2 separate regions of the Ovis aries genome follow, and region 1 is linked to region 2. A link is a contact called in public Hi-C data. All regions are on one chromosome and are shown on one strand. Each heading gives the region's core, a stretch centred on a gene start, on an enhancer-like site or on the middle of the called end of the contact. The rest is flanking DNA. Distances are from core to core; before and after follow the strand shown. Region 1 overlaps LIFR (LIF receptor subunit alpha). Region 2 holds the start of LIFR (LIF receptor subunit alpha).

Region 1 (7,664 bases), core at 3,609-6,108, 38 kb after region 2:
CTACCAAAAATATATGAGGTGTTTTATTTGCGGTTGGGTACCTCTGTGCTCCTTTTTGTATGGGTGTGTTATTGCACTCAAATATTGATATAGCATATATGCTGCTACTGAATAGCATTTGTATGGAAATGAATTTCTCTGCATTTTTTACTGTGTTCATTTAAGATACGTTTTTTTGACAGAAAGGTTTCAGCTTAAAGTTTGCCTTCTGATTTGTTTTCAGTTTCAGATTTGTATTTAATTAAAAAAATTTGCTTGGGGTAAAATGAAGTGACTTAGTAGTATCATTTGGTCAGGGGTCCAAAAATGATTCCTAAATTAAATTTAAAGCAAATTCCCCTTCCTAGAAAAGTGAAAGCGTTTGTTTAGTGTAAATGATGCTTGTCCCTTCCCTTAAATGCTGATTTTGCCACAGATCTGAAATCACATTTCACTAATATCAGAGGGTTCCTTGTCTTAGCCTGGCTGGGGAAAGGAAACCTAAGTATAGAGTATGTTTTTAAAAACACTGTCCTCTTACTTGTTTCACAGGTTGACTTTCTGTTTTATAGCCAAGGGGAAACTGTTGATTTGGAGACTTCATTAGGTAGTTACAAGCTCGATTTAAATTTCCCTTCCAAGAATTGAATTGAGGTTTATTTGCTTTGTAATAGGTGAGATCACAAGCTCGCCTCTCTAATTGCTGGAGAGTTGGATTCTTTTCTGGGAAATAAGGATCAAGAACTTTGCTGTCAAAGAGAACAAACTTCTGTGATTTTTGAAACCTTTCGCTTATTGATGGTCATTGTTCAGTAATATGTTGGCAGTGATATAAATTATTATAACATTAAAATTTACCGCCATTATTTGTGGGACCAGCTGCTTATGCATCCTCTAGAAGATTCAGCATGTATAAAAAGCTATGGAGTGAAAAGTGTATCTCCTCTCCCCAACCCCCCGACCCCTACTGCACCCTGTTCTCCCCAGGACCCTGTGTATATCTTTCCAGATAAAGCCTATGCTAGTATAAACATTTTGTCTGTGTTCTTTTTATTTGTCTTTCCACAATTGAGGACACATTGTATGCTCGGTCCTGCACCAGCTCCCCCCCTCCCCTTCCCTCCCGGCAGAGTACTAAATCTTGGCAGCCTCTACATCAGTACCTAAGAGCTGTCTCATTCTCCAACAGCTGCGGAGTACTCCATTAAGGATGAGCCATCATTTATTTAACCTCTGCTTTATTGAGGTATGTGTAGTAGATGGTTTCTGCTATTTTCCTATAGAACTGTTGTAAAACATTAGTTTCTGAGGTTTTTAAGTGAATTTCAATTATTCCCAAAGGCAGTGGTAACTTATTTCTTTGCATCATATTCCAGGAAATGAATGCTCCTTCTCTTCAGTGTACACTCTTTCCTTTTATATAATTTCCAAGTGATCCGTAAGGGTCTCTGGTGTCTTTGTGGTGAAGCATGAGCCACCAGGGCCAATTACTAAGGTGGCATTCCTTGATTAACACCTTAGCTCTTTGTCTCAACAAAAGAAATAGAAGAACAGATATAAAATTTTAAGAATAATCTGTAAGAAAAATTATTAGGAGTTTAAATATTTTGAACATAGAGAAGAGGCTTATACCTTTGGTTAGGTTGGAGATAAAGGCAGGTCGTGTTTCGTAAAACTTGTTTGCCATTAGGCACCAACACCCCTGCCTTCTGCAAATGATCACTGGTATCTCATATTTTAATGTTGCTATAATATGTTTATAAATTGTACACTTTGGGAGAAGGTTGCTCGTAACTCTTAAGGAGGAGTATGCGTTCAGAAAATATTTGGCCCTTTTAAATTAAAAATTGAGGTCTTTTAGAGTGCTTTTAAAACAATAAATTATAGAAGTAAGACTAATGCTAGCTAGCAGTTGAACCAAATGCATTACAAAAATTTGAGTATTATTCAGTGTTGAGCTTTATATTTCCATTATGCTTATTTTAGAGCTAATGTAAGAAGCTATAATAATCCTTTTTTTTAAATGACCAAGGAAACCTTTTCATGTTTAAGGTGTTTTGTTTTTCCTTTGTTATTTAGTACCTGTCATTGTACTAAACTGCTAATATTGGCTGTATTTGCTCTTCTTAAATAAGTATTTACTGAGCATGTGTTACATCCCAGGCAATTTCTAGAGACTAAGAATGTAGTAATGCGCAGGATAGAGACCCCATTCTAATGAGTCCACCTGTTAGTGAGGGAGATGGATAAAAAGCAGAGAAGCAATAAAGACAGTAAGGTCTGAGTGAGACATGCTGGCAGAGTGATAAAAGAGGGTTGCTGGGATAAAGAGGGGCAGGTGGGGCCACTGTTTTAGACCGAGCAGCTCTGGAAGCCTCTCTGAGGTGAAGTTTAAACCGAGAGTTGAGTGTGTTCTTGCAGATCTGGAGGAGTGGTGGTTCAGGCAGAGGGCATGGCTTGTGCAAAGGCCAGGCAGTGGGACCGAGCCTCGCACACCAGAGGAACAGACGGCCGCCAGTGTGGCTGGAGTTTCTTATCGAAAAGTGGGAGAGAGCAGGCACTGCGATGGGTGTCCTGGGCATTTGCAAATGGCAAGGAAGGTTCAATGGCGTGGGAGACAGACCTTGGATGGCGGGGTTCCTCCACCTGCTGGACGCTCCAGGAGAGCAGTTGTGGACCTGCTGCTTCTTCATTGCTTAGCCTGGGTCATAATGTGCTGTGAATATTGAGAGAATTAACTAATAATTAGAGAGTTTAAGAAATAATCTTGTCTGGTTTTTCTCAAAATACTTAGATTTGGGAGTATTTAAGCTGAGTCTTCCCCATCTTGGCTCTGGCCCTTGACATTACCAGATCCATGCCACTGTTAAAGCATCTTCTCAGATTGTTGCTTTACGTGAGTTGCATTTTGTTTCTGTTCCTGAAATTAAACTATGAAGCCTTAAAAATGTGTGTATTTTCCAGGACATTATAGTGATTTCTGAGTAATTCAGTCAGAAGTTCCATCTTTGATTTCAGTGTATTAGCCCTTTGCTTAAGTGTAAAAATTTCAGAGAGGCCTTTTTTAGTATAGTGAATGTTTGAATTCTTTGGGGGCAGATTACAGACTAATGAGCCCATAAAATATATGTACTTTCTGCAGGTACTTTTATTCTCACAGGAAGAATGTGTGCCTGTTCTATTTTAGGGAGTATCAGGAACTGTGGTATTTCCTCTTCCCAACTTCTAATCTGTGTGTCATTCTAAATATATGTTCCTTTAGATTAATTGAAATCTTGGGAATTGAGTGTTGTGCCAAGCAATTGTTGTAGATGCCTAATTAGAATCTGTTGTCTTTTTCTTAACTGTGACTTTTGAGGTCCTGTCCAACATCAGGAGCTGTGATCTTGCAGACTGAGGGGATTTGATATTTTTATTTCCTGTTTGAATTGGTTGATACCTGAACCCAATAAGCTGCTCCCATGTAAGATAATTATATCTTCCAGCATTCTTGCATAAGCTCTGTGCACATGCTATGTGAAGGATGGATTCCGTGACTTTGAAATCTTAAATCAAGTTCCTTCTGTCTTTTGTCAGTCTCCTTGCAGCAAAAACCCTTCAAGCAAACTAGCAGACGCCCGTAAGCATCTGTTTTGTAGGTCACTGGAACATGTACCGGCCTAGGTGCTTGAGTCAAAGTGCAGGTGCTGCTACCTTTACATTTCCTTTGTGAACTGTAGAGATGGCAGGACTTCAGGCTGACTTTACACTCTCTACAATTGACAACACATACATGCTTACCTGTCCTGGCTGCTCCTGTTTGCTTCTGTGGGCAGAGGTTGTATGTATCAGTTACTGTCTTATGCTTTTATGTTGGAAGTTGAAGAAAACCTTTTAGTAGGTGAGTTTTTCCCATACTTTTGCAGAAATGTGAGAAAACCTTGCCTCTGCACATTCTTCTGGTTTGTAGGGCAGGTACAGAGGAAGACTTGGAATCACGCACCCAAAGCTGAGAATCTGCACCTGTATTATTAAGTGGTAGTATCCTGAAAGACCCCAGAAAGGTGCTAATGCTTGTAGAAAGTGTGTGGTTCTTCTCTAAGGGTGACTTGGGATACTGAGGCCCCTTGCCTTCCTCTCACAGCTCGCAGAAGCAGGCTTCTCCAAGGAGACCCTGGATTGGAGGACAGTTGAAATGGTGGTGGTGGGAACATGTGGTGGAAAGTAACAAGTGGTGGCGGACGGCATGCCCCCATTTCTCCTGTTAGAAATGCTGGTGGGGCAGTGAGCTGTAGACATTCTGTAGACGGAACGTGCCTGTGACTTGGGGGTGAGAGTAAGCTGGAGCGAGATGAGACTCCACCACCACAACCCCAGTGCTGCAGCTGCCAGCACGCCACCTTAAAGCTGGGTGCCAGCCTTCCCAGCCACAGGCTTGGAGACCAGCCGCCACACCTCTGGCTCCTGTTTCACGTTTCATGCTGTGGTATTTATAGTGCAGTGCAAAAGCGAAGGACACAAGCACATTTTCAGATCCTTTTCAGAGAAACAGTTAAATTGGGAGCATAAATCTTCATCTGAGTGAAACCTGATCCTGTATTATCCCTTGAAGTTACCTGGATCGCCAGAGTTTTACTCTATATGTAAAATTTGGGAGGAAGGGACTGACGGCCTGATTCTGATTTCTAAGGAAGGACTATATGTAGTCCTATATATGGCTTAAAATCCAAAGTACTGACAGCAATAGGAGCTTAAGCATTCAAACAAAACCAAAGAAGGTATAGAATTTAAGAGCCAGAAAGGGCCTTGGATCTTCTGGTCAACTGTAAGTTTACTGCTAAAGAAACCAAGCCCCAGAGGTGTTTTCATTTGCCTAAGAATCCAGTAGTTCCAGACTGGCATTGTGACTATGATTTGCTAATTCCTAACTGCAGGGCTCTGCGCTCCACTCTGGAACAGCAGGGGATCCGTGGGGTTCGCTGCTGTGTCTCCATAGAACAGTGCCCAGCCCACAGTAGACATTCAGGTATTTATTGACTAAGTGAATATACAAGAGTTTTGAGAACTTAAGATTGCACCTTAACTATAAGATGGTACTTACAAAATTTGAGAGAATATACAATAATTGTGAATTTCTTTTTTTGTAAACAATAGAGCATGTTACTATTAGAGCCCAACAGTGAAGCCTGATATTAACCAGGTGGGCAAACAAAGATGTGGAGTCTTACTAGCTTGGCATTTTTCAGAGCCCAGTGTCACTAGATTTTTTTTTTTTTTTTAACATTGATTCTGTTCATTCTGCTGGGATCTGCTGTCAGAGTTTTATATTTTGTATTTGAAAACATGTGTAATGTAAAATCCAACATTTATTGTCCACATTGTTTGCTATTTTTCTCGATATGTTTTATCAATAGTTTCACTGTTTTAAAACTTAGAGCCATATAGGGATTTGACTGTTCAGAAACAAACCTTGCTAACTATTAGGTTTGGGGGATTGTCACTTTCGAATGCTGCTGGTGGGTATATTCAATTGTTACAACTTTCCAGGAGGGTAATTTTGCATTACTCATCGAAAGCCTCAAAAATGTGCCATGTCCCTTAGTCAGGCATTTCCACCACTAGGAATTTAAACTAAGAGGAAAAAAAAATAAAGCCTGTGTATGGAGACCAATCTATAGCAGTGGTTCTCGCCTACATAGGCATGTGGGCCCCATGTTCCTGTCAGTCGCTTTCTCCTGGCACAGTGATTCTTCCCTTGATGGGAAGCCCACGTAGTGGGGTATCTCAGAATTGGGCGGGGGAGTCCTCTCCCAAATTAGGAAAAACCTCATCTCCAAGTTCTGGTGACCTCCATGAAAAGTACACCAAAAAACCCAACCTCTAATTTGCAAAAATGATTTTTGCAGCTTCATTTATGATAGTTATAAACTAGAAACAAATGCTCAATAATAGGGATATTGATTACATAAATTGTGGCATACACATGTAATGGAAAACCCTTTCTTCATTGACACTGAGGTAGGGAAGTATTTATTGATGTAGAAAGATATTCTGAGTTTGTAAACTGAAAAAGCAAATTGCAAAGCAGTATGTGTAACTTGATCTAGGAGTGTTTTTTTTAGGTCTTGGAGAAAGAGGCAGAGAGAGAGCTCAAGCAAGCGAGTTAGAGCTTCAGTTTTCTACCTGTTATGTAGGAAAATGCCAGGAAGACTATACACCAAATGCTGTGTGTTTGTGTTGAAAGTACAGGTGACTCCTGTTTTTAGAGTCTAGCGGGCTCCAGTCTATAGGGGTCGCCAAAGAGTCAGACAAGACTTAACGACTAAACAACAACCATTTTTGGTTTCCTGGATTTCCAACATTTAAAGCATATTTTATAGCGAAGGGAAGGAGAACAGATTCCCTTTTTGATCTACTGGTTGTATGAACTTGAGCACTTTCTGTGTCTGATTTCTTACCTGTAAAAGGGAATAATATCCAGCTCATAGTGCCCACAGCTAGTATGTGTTAGGTAAATGCTACCTTGCCGTCACAATTCTGTTATGATTAAGGCCAGTATTCCTACTAAGACAGATTTCTAAGCAGAATAACTTATATCAACTCTTGTAAGAAGCATTTTAAGGCATTCTGATGAAATATTGCATTACTTCTGGTCACTGGGAAATACTTTGTTATTATTTACTTTAAAACTTCAATGCTTTCCATTGCCAAGAGATTTTGAGTCAAAAGCTTTTTGTTCCCCTTTTGTTATCGACTTTAACAATCCTGTATGATAAGTTCTTGAATGTCAGGGTCCAATCTTTTGTACTCATAGAGTTGTTAAAATGAAATGTGATTCACTCATTCAACAACTATTGAGGGCTTTTTTCCCCCCAGTCAGTGGGTAGGCATCAAATAGGCAGCAGTGCCCAGGGAAGACACACCCTCACTACTTGAATGCCGTGGCAAGTGACCAGGGCAGGCCAAGGCCAGGAGGCATACCTACTCAGTAAACCTGTGTTACCGCGGCTGACAGTCAAGTGGGCCTCATTTCCTCTCCTGCAATTTTGAAAGAAACTATGTTGTTATGTTACTTTTCAGTGAACACAGCCATTGCCTCCTGCTTGATCCACGAAGTACAGGAGGTGCTGACTAGGTTATTTCACCTTGACATTCTCTGATGATTTAGTGATGACTTGTGTGAAGAAGGCTGAGTGCCGAAGAATTGATGCTTTTGAACTGTGGTGTTGGAGAAGACTCTTGAGAGTCCCTTGGACTGCAAGGAGATCTAATCCTGGGATTTCTTTGGAAGGAATGATGTTAAAGCTGAAACTCCAGTACTTTGGCCACCTCATGCAATGAGTTGACTCATTGGAAAAGACTCTGATGCTGGGAGGGATTGGGGGCAGGAGGAGAAGGGGACGACAGAGGATGAGATGGCTGGATGGCATCACTGACTCAATGGACGTGAGTCTGAGTGAACTCTGGGAGATGGTGATGGACAGGGAGGCCTGGCGTGCTGCGATTCATGGGGTCGCAAAGAGTCCGATATGACTGAGCAACTGAACTGAACTGTGTTACACATCTGTTAGAATATCCTGGGCTAACAGTCTTAAAATTGCTACTATGTATCTTCTGTGAAGGACATGCCTTCTTGAGATTATTTTATGTAAAATTACTGAAATAGGTTCCTATTCATGAATTTAGGATGGATGGATATCCATGGT
Region 2 (7,128 bases), core at 1,572-4,071:
TCTAACCTAAAAGAAAAAGAAATTGAAAGTTGAAAATGTGTTTTGGGATTTAGCGAGAATTGAAAATCCTTTTTTTTTCTATGAAGTAATGACTTTTATGGGGCTTTATAACAATAAGTTTGGTTAAAAATACTTAAAGCCAAGGGGACTAATTGGAGAGTCTCATATCATGCTTTGGCTTTCCTAGTGGCTCAAATGGTAAAGAATCTGCCTACAATACAAGGGTTCCATCCCTGGGTGGGGACGATTCTCTGGAAAAGGGAATGGCTACCCACTTCAGTATTCTTGCCTGGAGAATCCCATGGACAGTAGAGCCTGGCGGGCTACAGTCCATGGGGTCACAAAGAGTTGAACAAGACTGAGCAACTGAGCATGCACGCACCCTGACTGGCAGAGAGCTGGTGAAATTAGAAGATGGTAGAGAATGATGGGTAAAGAGCAAAGGGTGGGAATCAAGCACACTGAGATCAGGTTCTAGCTTTGGAGTGACTTTGGACAAAGGTGGGAATTTCTCTGAATCTGCATTTAAATCTGATTATTCTTCTCCCTACTCACCGCACGGTCTTTACTCCCCCCTCTACACACATTCACACTCACACAAAACTGTGACAATTACCACTCTACATGGCTTCACTTTGCCTTTAGGATAAGTCCCAAGCATGTTCGCACAAAGCAGTGTCCCCCTCACATCTGTCCCTGATTCCCTTAGATCCCCCAGCAGTGCCCCTTTTCAGTCCCCCAAAAGTGCTCCTGGCCCTTTCTTGAACCCATGTTATCCAACCACATCTTGTCTCATCTGCCTGGAAATAGTTCATCCCCAGTGCCAGTACCTCTTCTCCAGTTAAGTGAGTAACCCTGAATGTCTAGGTTTAAACATCATTTTCTCAGTAAGATTTTACCTCCTGTCCCCCTCTAAGTTAGGGTTTGTCATTATGCTCCTAGTTTCTCTCTTTCTTCCCTCTTGTTGCACTGGGATATCTCTTCCCCCAGCCCTCTGTTAGACTGCATGAGACATCTGTGTATATGCAGAAAGTGGGGCCCAGCATGGAGTGGGGAGCAGCAGGTTTGCCTTTTTCTCTACTGCGGTCCCAGAGTCCAGCCCAGAGGCTGCTTTTAACATGCACTGACTGGATGCGTGAAGGACTTTGTATTGGTAGACTGAGATCTCCTCCCAGACGTGTGAGGGCCAGATGTCTGCACAGAGTTCAGAACCTCTCAGCACCTGGTAAATATCTCAGCCAATGGTGGCTATTATCATTAATAGAAATTTTTAAGTGATGAATTCGTTTCATTTCTAAATTCTTCAGTGGGCACCTCTCCAATTGGGAAAGTTAAGAGTAGATTAGCAAGTTGCCCATTTCTATCCATTCTTTTCAATACTATTGCAGACTTTTGGAGCAGAACAAGATGAAACAACGTGCCAAACCAAAATTAGAGCCAGGATAGAAAATGGCTTTGATGTGATGGATCGAGTGTAATTGTATGTTTGCATGGGCCTGGCTGTACTCCAGGTGCACACATCCATAACCCAGGCCATCAACCAGATGTTACCAGTGTTTTTATATTAAAAAAATACAGAAATATGATCTATGCCTATAGAAACCTACATGTTAGCACTTGGAAAATGATGGCAATGAATATCATATAAAAACATAATTTGCAAAAGATAATTATAGAATCCACATGAAAGTCTTATACCTGAATCTTACACTTGAGTAATAAAAGGGTAAAACTGAACCTCCCACTGGAATTTAAAGAGAGAGTTTTCCTAAAAGAGATGTAATTATGTAAAATTTGATGGGATAAAGCCATACCTTCTTTCATTTAAAATTATAAATAAGTGTAAGACTTCTATTATTTTCAATCAACTAAGCCTCTAAAGTAACAAACTCTGCTGAAATCTAAAAAGGCAGGATAGATGCTAATGATTCTTAGTACTAGAAGAAACTTTATGATTCAAAGCAATGAAGTCATAATATTGGTACATCATATACCAGGACTGATATTTTAAAATGGGAACTTTTAATTCCATCTTCTATGACTGGTCTGGGGCTTCCCAGGTGGCTCAGTAGTAAAGAATCCACCTGCCCATGCAGGAGATGCAGGAGATGTGGGTTCCCTCCCTGGGTCAGGAAGATTTCCTGAAGGAGGCAAGGGTAACCTACTCCAGAATTATTTCCTGTAAAAAAACCATGGACAGAGGAGCCTGATGGGCCTCAGTCCATAGTGTTGCAAAGAGTTAGACACCACTGAGCAACTAAGCACAAGCAAGATGACTGGTCCAAAATTTCATGAGGATGTTGCAGGGGAAATGAAGGGACATTTAGAAGTGGAGAGTAAAATCTGACTAGCTTCTACCTCTTCTAAACTGTTATCTCTCTACTGCTAATAGCCTGAGACTGGCTTTCCTCTGAGAATCCTTAACTGAGCTCTGTTAATAGACTTGGTATATAAAGTTAAAGATATCTTAGACTGCAAATAATAGAAAACCCAAGCCATAGTAGCTTCAATGAATAGGGGATTCACTCATTACAAAAATCCAGAGTTAAGTGATTACTGGAGTTGTTTATAGTTCACAATGCCATGAGGTACCCAGGTCATTGTATCTTTCTACTCTGTTATCCTTAGAGCCTCATGTTTCAAGATGTTCCAAGATGTTTGCTGTAGTTGACATCGTATGTGCTATGAAAGCAGGAAGAGAATGTTATCTCTGTCTCCTTCTAACAGGAAGGCAAAGGCTTTATCAGAACTCCCAGGCAAACATCTCCTTGTGTTTTATTGGCTGGAAAAGAGAATAGTTAGCTGGACAAGTGTTAAGTGTGGAAAAAGAGGGAAGTGGATATTGGATAAGCAACTGACCATAATGCTTCCCTTGGTTTGGCCTCACACTATCCTGGTTGCTGATGGGAGGTAAGAAAAGGTTTTAATTGGCCTATGTGATCTGTCCTTCTCTCTTGGTAGGGAGTGGGTGAATGAGTGAAGATTTGACAGGCCATTTCAGGGAGCTTCCAAATCTGAGCTTAGCTAGCAAAGGAAATCACTAATAATATTTTGCTCTTAACTTAGACTTCAAAAATCATGATGTTGTTTAGATTCAGGTAGATAGCAATTCTGAGTTGAACTAGATGCTTTGTTGTCTGGAAAAGGAGTAAGTAAGTAACCATTTGCAGTGGTTCCTAGGTGTCGCTATGGCTGTGTGCCCCTGTACTCTAGAAATAGCTGGGCCTTCCTGGTGTCCAGACTGGCATCTCTTGCCAAGTCGGAAAGAGATCTGAACACTTCCATTCCATTCCCTTTGGGGAAGACACCACAGCATTTCTTCTTCCGACCCTAATGGGAAGCACATGGAGATCGCTGAACATTGGGAACCCTTCTTTGCTCAAATTATGTTTTTTGAGCAAGGGCTATGATAAAGTAACCTCTAAACATGACCCTGGCAGAAGTCAGTAGCCTTGCTTATTCTGGCCACGTTCCTGGTGCAATCCAGGGTTCTGGGAAGATTTACTTTAATTACAACTTCTTTTGCCCTTTTTCTCTCCCTCTTATACTCATGATCTCTTACATAACATGTGTTAGAGGTACCAAAACTGAAAATTTCATTCTCGAGCTAAATTAGATAAACGTAATTTGCACTTGGCTTCTTTTCTTTCAAGAGATCTGGCCAAATTAGCATGTCATACTGTTTTTCTAAGGCACACATAACTTAAATTCTCTTTCTTTCTTTAGTTTTTATATCTCAGTAAAAATTTCATTTTTTGTTTTCAGTGGCAAGGATAATAAAGAGGCATTGTATCTTCTAAATTTTCTTTAGCCATACAAGGTTTTATGAAGGGTAATTTTTATAGACTTTTTTCTTAGTCTACTAAAATTCTCATGAGAATTAGTTCATTTCCAAAAAGTTTTGCAAAGAGCTTATATATAAAAGTTAAAATTCATATAAATTAAAACATAAACACTGCATTCTTCATGAATCATGAAAATCACACATTAAAAGCCCGGATCAAAATCTCCTTTCAATTGTACTGTATTATTTAGCACAAAATGTGTAACCTGTAATTTTTGCCTTCAGTTCAATGGGACCTCAATGTACCAAACATTAATTGAGCACATTATGTGTGTTCAAAGGCACTTTGTTCTGATTAAGAGATGAATCTTACACCACAATACTTACTCTCAGAAAACTCTCATTCCATTAAGAGGAAACAGACATATAAACAAACAATTACAATGTGATGTGATAAATCATGATGATAAAAAGATATACAGGGAGAAGACTTAACCCTATTGGAGGACATGTAAACAGAGGGCTGATGTTGAAGCTGAAACTCCAATATTTTGGCCACCTGATGTGAAGGGCTGACTCATTTGAAAAGACCCTGATGCTGGGAAAGATTGAGGGCAGGAGAAGGGGACGACAGAGGATGAGATGGTTGGATGGCATCACTGACTCAATGGACATGAGTTTGGGTAAACTCTGGGAGCTGGTGATGGACAGGGAGGCCTGGCATGCTGTGGTTCATGGCATCACAAAGAGTTGGACATGACTGAGCAACTGAACTGAACTGAACTGAAAGAGAGGGCATTGGAAAGAGTGTAGAAGGAAGGTGATGCCTAAGGAAAATGCTTCCTTCATCATTAAGTCATGCTTGATTAGAGGAGGGTATTGTGGGCAGAGAGAAACCAAGAAGGAGTTTGTAGTAAAAGTGCAGGTAAGGAGTGACGAGGGCTTCCCAGGTGGCTCAGTGGTAAAGAGCCTGCCTGTCGATACAAGAGACATTCGAGATGCCAGCTCAATCCCTGGGCTGGGAAGATCCCCTGAAAGGGGAAGTGGTAACCCACTCCAGTATGCTTGCTTGGAGAATCCCATAGACAGAGGAGCCTGATGGCCTATAGTCCATAGGGTTGCAAAGAGTCAGATGTGACTGAAGCAACTTAGCACACATGTGTGCAAGGAGTGATAAGAACCTGAACTGAGACGGTGCCAGAGGAGAGAGATGACAGAGAATGAGTCTGCAATACTTAGGAAGTAAAACTGAATACTTTGTCAGTTTGATTTAGTATCTTCCCAAAAAGCTGCCGAAGATAAGACTTATTGATAGTTCATCAAGACAGTTTTATTGGCACAGTCTTTTCAGTAGATAACTGGATTTGAAACAAAGTTTAGCAAACTATATAGGCACAATCTGCTTTTGTTTGAATATTGCATGTGTATAAATTCCCAAGGCTACATGCACAGATAGTATATTTCCAAAGCATTTTGTCTTGGTACATAACCATGGAAAGGGCAAAATAAGAAAATGACATAATATTTGGTGGGCATGGAGGAAAAAAAGCACATGTGTTTTTCACTGGTCTTTAAGTCTCCTTTCTGCCTGCATAAAGGAGTTACTTAGTTACTTGGCCACCTCCAACTGCATATTAGCAGAAAAGCTTAACCAACCTTGCCTATAAATGGCCAAGCAACAAACTGCCTCATTCATTCATTCTGTTGACATGTTCTGAGTCCTAGGATGCTTAGAGCCAGGGATAGAGAAATCAAGAAGTTGTAGCCTTTGCCCATGAGAGAAAAGGGGATGTAAACACATCCTTTTAATAACAGCTTGACAAGCACTTTATTAAAAATGGGGCTGGAGTCCTGAGAGAATGATGACAAATGAGCTAACTGTCTGGTGCCAACAGAAAAATTCCATAAGGGAAGTGATAACAAGGCTTAGAAGATTTTGAAAAATGGGGAAAGCAAGGACATGTGAGGGTGTTTCAAATATAGGGAATGATGGGAGACTGTATTATTGCTTCTTTGTTAGTTTCTTCTTCCTAATATAGGGAGAGATATGTAGGGACAGGAGAGGTTGTATCTCCCCACCCTAATTAAGGTCATGCTTAGCCAAGTTACTTACTTTGGCCAATAAAATCTGCATAGAAGTGTTTTGTGCCATTTCTGAACAAAACCTTTAAGATCTGTCATAACATTCCAAGGCCACTCTTCCCCTCTGCCACATGAAGAGCCATTTTCAGAAAGGGACTGCTTATTCAGTGTAGATCTCGGAGTAAAGGAGACTTCTGGAGTAGAGTTGAAGCTGCCCTGCAGACAGCCTATAATTTAAGTAAGAAGGAAATTTATGTTGTTGAAAACCATTGAGACCTGTGGATGGTCATTAAAGCAGCACAACTTAGGAAAGCTGACAAGCATGGAAGCAGTGCATGCAAAGATGCAGAAGTATCAGTGGATATGGAGTGAGAAATGGTGAGAAGTTTAGTGCAGACCCGGCATTTAAAGCCTCATGTGGCCAGAAATAACCCAAAAGGGCAGTTAGGAAGAGATTTTTCAAGGGTCTTACATGTCCTGCTAGGAAAGTTAACTTTATCCTTTAAATGGTAGAAAGTCAGCAGAAGGTAAGGAGTGACATGATAAGATTTATCTCTTAGGAAGGTGATTCTAATGAGAACAGAAAAATACTAGAACCAGTGAAATGAGCCAAGATGTTGTTATGATACTAGTAACTAACATGCAATGTGCATTTATAATGTGCTAGACATTTCATATATATTTACCAAAGTAATCCTCAAACAGCCCCAGTTAGTGACTAGAAGGATCCTTATGCTTCCCAGTGGAACAGTGGTAAAGAATCTGCCTGCCAATGCAGGAGATGCAGGTTTGATCCCTGAGTAGGGAAGATCCCCTGGGTTAGGAAACGGCAACTGATCTAGCATTCTTGCCTAGAAAATTCCATGGACAGAGGAGCCTAGCAAGGTACAGTCCATGAGGTCACAAAGAGTCAGACATGACTGAACGGCTGGGCACAGCATGACATAATGATCCTTCTTTGTAGAAGAGGAAACTCAGGCCCAGGGAGGTTAAATAACTTGGCTTCATCAGTCTATAAGAAGTGGTTAGAGTCAGAATTCCATCCCAAGCTGTCTGGATGCCAGAGCCCATACTTTTCGCCACGATACCACACTCTCAGTTTGCAAGCAGATGGGATCGGCATCTGAATCAAGACAGTACATGGAGAGGAAGTACATAGAGAGGAAGTCTCAAGTCTCATACCTCTAATATTGCACTGAATATGGGCATGAGTTGGAGTCTTGGGTAGAAGAAATGGAGGGGTCAGAGATAATGTCCCATCC

The links. A called contact is a pair of places that touch in the nucleus more often than the background predicts.
Region 1: a Hi-C map of mixed tissues shows a contact between it and region 2, with 2.2 times the contacts expected there. The contact joins the enhancer-like site here to the promoter of LIFR in region 2. A contact is called at or near these places in 2 of 16 Hi-C or Micro-C datasets (liver and mixed tissues).

Annotation. Positions count from the first base shown.
Region 1 is chr16:36,031,998-36,039,661 of ARS-UI_Ramb_v3.0, forward strand. All of the region lies in intron 1 of LIFR (LIF receptor subunit alpha), which reads left to right. Among named protein-coding and RNA genes, the nearest start is that of LIFR, 37 kb to the left of the region's middle. Within about 2 kb of position 4,859, at least 3 of the 54 cell types and tissues checked have an H3K27ac peak or open chromatin away from gene starts, as enhancers often do.
Region 2 is chr16:35,996,043-36,003,170 of ARS-UI_Ramb_v3.0, forward strand. LIFR (LIF receptor subunit alpha) reads left to right here and starts at 2,822. Exons shown (of 20, transcript XM_060400479.1): 1 at 2,822-2,910. The coding sequence starts at 2,864. The region is part of intron 2 of LOC132657959 (a long non-coding RNA gene); the gene reads right to left.